Linked DNA regions of Rattus norvegicus: region 1 is linked to region 2. A link is a contact called in public Hi-C data. All regions are on one chromosome and are shown on one strand. The core of a region is the stretch at or near the end of the contact, and the rest is flanking DNA. Distances in the headings are between cores, read along the strand shown. Region 1 has its middle 26 kb from the start of Tent4a. Region 2 holds the start of Srd5a1 (steroid 5 alpha-reductase 1).

Region 1 (2,730 bases), core at 137-2,636, 54 kb after region 2:
GCGGGCCCTTTGCAGAGCATTTCAGTGTTTGATTCAGGCTCCTCACTAGAGCTGAGGTACCCCTTGGGTTTAAGGTGGTGATCAGCAAGGGGAGGAGAAATGATAAGCAAAGGCTATGAGAGGCCAAGGTTGGCAGCTGGTCCTACCACACTGCCACCCACCGAGGAACCCAAGGCAGAAAGCAAAAACTTGGGCATTGAACACTGTGTATGGCCAAATAGATTGCCGGTCTCCACATGAGGCTTAGGGCTGACTGTATTTCTTTCCTCCCACCCACCCTGCCTGAACTGGCTCGTTTACTCAGAAAGTTCCTCACTGCCAGGGATACCACTAGAAACAGAGAGTGTAAGAGGGAGCTAGGCGGACATGGCCTGTGTGTCCAGAGCCCCGGAGGAGAGTGTTTACACAGATAAGGGTCTTGCAAAGTGGCCACACATGCGTTTTGTGAGGCTTTTCTCATACAGGGCCAGCATGTATTTAGCAGGGCAGATAGATGGACAGGGGACAGGGGACAAGAATGCTCAGCCTTCTGAGAACCAGACAATGGCTTCAAAGCGAGGCTGATCTTTGGGAATAATAGTGCCACTGTTTGAGTGCTCATAGTGAGGCTTGTGTTGTGCAAATGGAAAAAGAGGATTGGCCTAAATCCCACAGTGGGTCCTGCTGGCCATGGGCTTGCTGTGCGATTCTTGCCCAGAGCCTTAACAATAGCAACTGGGATACACACAGGCAGCAACTGGAAGACCATGCCTATCGCTCCTGGCGCTGCTACATGTGCTGGTTCAACAGAAGAGGGCAAGTGGGTGTCTTTGAACATTTACTTGCATCTAAATTAAGAAAGCAGAAGCAACAGTGCAGTCCAGAGTGGTCTGCAGGGATTCGAAAGGTGCCAGCAGCATCTCAGGTCTTTGACCGGCTCATTCTCTTTCTGTAATTTGAACAGATCTACGTTCACATTTAACTTACTCATAGGGTCTTCTCAGAAGCCATGGGGTACGTGTGGTCCCAGTAGAAAGCCATTTGTCCTCATTTGGCATCATTACTGGGCATCAGCCCAGTGCCTGGTATTTGCTATGCACAAAACTCTGACAAATGCCGTTGTCTTCCTTCTAATTTGCAAATGCCAGAGGTTTCCTCTGACCTCTCAGGCCCAGCAGTGTCCCTCTACAGTCTTCCCTTAGAATGATGCTCCCTTTTCTTCCCTCTGCCTTAATCTGCCTGTGAGAACGTGCAGATGTTTCGGTGTTTTGATGTCCTGTGAAACAGCATACTCTTCCCTCTGCCTGAATCCTGCAGGCTGGATTTGATGATCAGGAAGAGACCGGTGCTGCGCTGCTCAGAGGCGGTGATGAAATATCACACTCCGGGCAGCTTAAACAATGGCATCTTATGAGTTAGGCACCAGCAGGGCTGTGTTATGGAAGGGGGACTCTTCTGTCTGTTGCTCTGCCTCTCTGCCTAACAAAAAAGGCTTCTTCCCGCCGTGCTTACAGGAAGCCTTTCCATACTCACACACAGTGACCTCTGCTGTCTCTTGTTATAAGGTACACCTGTCCCGTCATATGAGCCCTGACTCCGTGACCCCATTTAACCTATTTACCCCTAAAAGCTTCTACCTCCAATTCCAGTCTTAAATGAGAATTAAGGCTTTAACACGTTGGCTAGAGGAGAATACAGCTTCATCTACAACAGGCATCTCAAGTTCATGACAGGCAGAGGTGGTGGAAGGGAATACTGCAAGCTCACTCTCACAGACTCACCCTCTTAGTATGGAAGATTATGTCTTTGGTACTGAGCAGTCTGAAGCACAGTGTGATAATGTTTCCTAAGGAAAGGAAGAGTTACTGAGTGTCATTACACCTACAACTGGAGTGATGCTCTACCCTGAGGGTATCCCAGGACTTCAGAGGCAACACTTAGCACCTGAGTGTGCTATTTAGAGTCACAGATGCCCCAAGTTTCTATTAGTGGGCATGGTGCTTTTCACACCATACACCGAGCACTTCATTGCTGAGTGGGTGCTGCAGAGGTCAGGTGGCTCCTGACACACAGGAGCATGCTGGGAAACAGAGTGCTGTGTTGTGCCCAAGCAGGAAGAGCACAGGCCGAGATCACCAAGGTGAAACCCCAGTTGTCTCCTTCTCTTCCCTTTCTTGTGCTCATTTGGGGTTGATGATAATTAAGTACCTTTAGTGTGCAGCACAATAGGGCAGCTCAGATGTGAGTGTGCAAGAAGATAGTGATTATAATTTGATACAAGCAGCCGAACTCTACATAGACACTGAAATGCTTTTGCATAGGGCCAGGGCTATCCAAACCTCCCCAGGGTGTCCTGGGCCCGACAGCCCTGCTCAGTCCCTTGGGTATCCAAAAAGATGACTCAAGGTCAGCCAACATGTGTGCCAGCTCAGAGGCATAGTTCTTCTAGGAAGTAGCTGCCATTTATTCTTCCTCCCCTCTTCCTCCTCTTCTTCCTCTTCTTCCTCTCTCTTCCTCTTCTCTCTTTCTCTTCCTCTTCTTCTTCCTCCTCCTCTTCTTCCTCTTTCTCTTCCTTTCCCTCTTCCCTTCCTCCTCTTCTTCCTCTTCCTACTTTATTTCCTTTCTCCTCCTCCTCCTCCTTCTCCTACTCTTCTTCCTCCTCATCTTCCTCCTCATCCTTTTGTAGAATCCAAATTAAAAGCTATAAATTACTGCATGCACTTGGTTGCCCAGAATCATTCATAAAAGCAG
Region 2 (2,953 bases), core at 107-2,606:
TGGACCACAGATTGCACACACCTTACAAATAAGGTAAATGGAATACTGCATTTCAGCCCAGCTTCATTTCTTATTTGCAACAGGTCTTGGGGATGGTGTATACTGACAGTCAGGGAGAGGCAAAGTTTCGTGCTGCTCAGATGAACCGATCAGTTCACCCATCCCCCACCCCACCCAGGTCTTTCCCAGGTTGCCTTTTCTATTCTTGTTCTAATCTCCCACATGCAAGTGCCAAAGCAACCCTGGCTGCTCTATAGCTCCCTCTCCAAAGCCCCCAAGTCCACATCTTAGAAAAGACACACCAAACTTACCTTTTGTAACCAGTGATTCTCAATGTGGCTGGGAGGGGCTCTCGAAGTGAGCCCATGAATTGGTCCCATTCTCCCTCCGGCACGATCTTGAGTTCCTGATAGTAGTGCTCAAAGAGCTTGTTCTCCTTTATGATCTCGGGATATCCACCTTCCCAGCCCTGACAGGAAAGCGACAGGTGAGCAAGCTCCAACACCCGCTAACCCAGCCCACGAGCAAGCTCCCAACGCGCGAGCCCACGGGGCACCCCTCTCTCCTGGCACCTACCTCCTGGCCGCGCTTTCTGCTGCCGTCGCTGCCGTCTTCCTCGCCCTCAGGCTGCGGCGGCTGCTGGAACCGCCGGCCCCGCGCCCGCCGCCCCATGGCCCACGCGGCAGCACACGCGGAGCGCACACAGCTACCCACCGCACAGCACACACGCCGTACTTCCGGCTGCATCCCCAGGACCCCGCTGCTGGGTCCTAGCCGGGGCAGTCAAGAAATATGCCTGAAAGATACAACATGCTCTCGCCGAAAGCTTGAGCGAGAAAAGAGTGGTATTCATACCGAGAACGTATTTCCTCAAAACAACCCCAAACGCCACTAAGCGTGAATCTCTCCGTCTTACACGTAGACTCAGGCACCTGTATGGACGACCTGATCATGGTGCGTGCGCAGAGAGTCATGGAGTGTTGACCGACCTGTCGCTCTCCGGAGGCGGTACAGACCGTGGAGGGGCGTGTTTGCAGAGCTGGGCAGAGCGAGATTCGGTTTCGAGCAAAGAGGCGGGGTCTTTGCTGGGTAGGCGGGGCTTTGTGGGTGCTGCGAGGCTCTGGGACTCTGCTGTGGTGCTGAGGGGGCGGAGCTCCGGTTGCACTCCTCCCGGGCCCAAGAAGCTCTGGGCCAATGTGTAATTCTCAAAGATCGGGAGGGGGCGGGGCTCTCTGTGTGGGCGGGGCTCAACTAAGGCGCCATTCCCCCCAAGGGGCGGGGCTCCTGTGTGGGCGGGGTTTTGCCCAATCCGGCTCGCGTTTGGATTCCGGGCGGGAGGGTATCGTCTGGTGGTGCTAGCCTGTGGTCCTGTCCCCGCCCGAGCAGGTGGCTCGCCCCTCCCCTGGGCAGGTACACACTGCTGGAGAGGTGGCCCGTCTGCGCCCTCCTCCTGGCCTTATATGAGGCTCCACTCGGACACCCGGGCATGGAGTACACTGCTCGACCTCAGCTATGGAGTTGGATGAGCTGTGCCTGCTCGACATGCTGGTCTACTTGGAAGGTTTCATGGCCTTCGTGTCCATTGTGGGGCTCCGGTCGGTTGGCTCTCCGTACGGCCGCTACTCGCCGCAGTGGCCCGGCATCCGAGTGCCCGCGCGACCTGCCTGGTTCATACAGGAGCTGCCCTCGATGGCCTGGCCGCTGTACGAGTACATTCGTCCTGCAGCCGCGCGACTGGGCAACCTGCCTAACCGCGTCCTGCTGGCTATGTTTCTGATCCACTACGTGCAAAGGTAATGAATGGTGTTCCCTCCTGCGCTTGCTGCCTAGGTCCCGCGGCTCAGAGACTTAATTCCAAAGTACATAGGATTGTCTACAATGTGGGGTAGACAGAACCGCACAGAAGTGGTGGAAGTCCGTGTCTGGTCAGGGATAGTGGCACAGTGGTCCCGATTTAATCTCTGGCCATCAGCAGACTCCGCCCTAAGGAGTATCTGCGATGTCACCCAAGGAGGGTGATGTTATTGCATTTCTACTGTTTCCCCCTTGGGGAATCTATCCCTGGTAGCCTGTCTCATAGCCAGGTGACCTAGCTTCAGCTTGCTAACATCCTACTCTGGAATCACTCTGGACCTCGAATGTGGACTTGAGCAATTTCAGAGATCTTTCCCAAGAAGTATTGTGTGAAAAATGTTTCAGTGACCACCTCAAGTCTTTGGGTTTTCTAATAAACGAGGCTGGACTGTCTCTAGTTCTTTTTGAATATCCATTGAACTCTCGTTCGTGGGAGTACCTCCATAAGAACACCAAAATTTGTGTCTGTGTGCATCTCCAATGGATGAAAGCAGGCAGAGCGCTAGAGGTGTGTCAAAATAAATCACGAATTCCGGAGATTCCCTTCAGACTGAGAACGGAGCTCGGTTGCAGACCAGTCCCTTAAGATGTGCAATGAAGCCTCGGAGAAGGGAGGAGCTGGGTCCCTGGAACGGAGAAAAGAGAGGGGACTCACAGACTATTGGAATGAGAATATATGTGCCATATTTAGATTGTACAGCCAAAAAGATTACCAAAAGTAGCCTGAGGATTACATACAGCATTTTGAAACTAATACTTGGCTTAAAGAGTTAAGGGGTGGGGAAGGGGTCAACAGTCTAAGGTTTAAAAGACATCCTTGCAGAAGTTATTTTTGGTGTAAGGTTGTGGTGACCATTGCCCAAGGTTCTAGTGCTGGCAGAGTCTTAGGATAGATAAGTCTTGTCAGGAACACATGTGTGCAAGTCCCCTATTTTAATACTTATTGGCTTTATCTGTCATTAGTACTTGGCGAAAGTGATTCTTATTTGAACAGCTGTCACCTTTTCCCCTTTTGATGGAGTACTTCCTCTGAACTCTGATCTGGTCCTATGAACAAGGGATGGTAACTGGAGACTGGTGTTCACAAGTGCCCTTATCT

Evidence for each region. Hi-C and Micro-C count contacts between places; a contact is called where the count stands out from the background.
Region 1: a contact with region 2 is called in a Hi-C map of Schwann cells, with 2.2 times the contacts expected there. The contact joins the enhancer-like site here to the promoter of Srd5a1 in region 2. A contact is called at or near these places in 6 of 12 Hi-C or Micro-C datasets (the A7r5 cell line, Schwann cells, frontal cortex and 3 more).

Annotation. Positions count from the first base shown.
Region 1 is chr1:35,567,500-35,570,229 of GRCr8, forward strand. No RefSeq gene overlaps it. Among named protein-coding and RNA genes, the nearest start is that of Tent4a, 26 kb to the right of the region's middle. Within about 2 kb of position 1,387, at least 41 of the 93 cell types and tissues checked have an H3K27ac peak or open chromatin away from gene starts, as enhancers often do. A contact at or near this core is called in Schwann cells, where this site is marked.
Region 2 is chr1:35,513,558-35,516,510 of GRCr8, forward strand. Srd5a1 (steroid 5 alpha-reductase 1) reads left to right here and starts at 1,357. Exons shown (of 5, transcript NM_017070.3): 1 at 1,357-1,793. The coding sequence starts at 1,513. It overlaps Nsun2 (NOP2/Sun RNA methyltransferase 2), which reads right to left and starts at 749. Exons shown (of 19, transcript NM_001108403.1): 1 at 577-749; 2 at 312-469. The coding sequence starts at 747.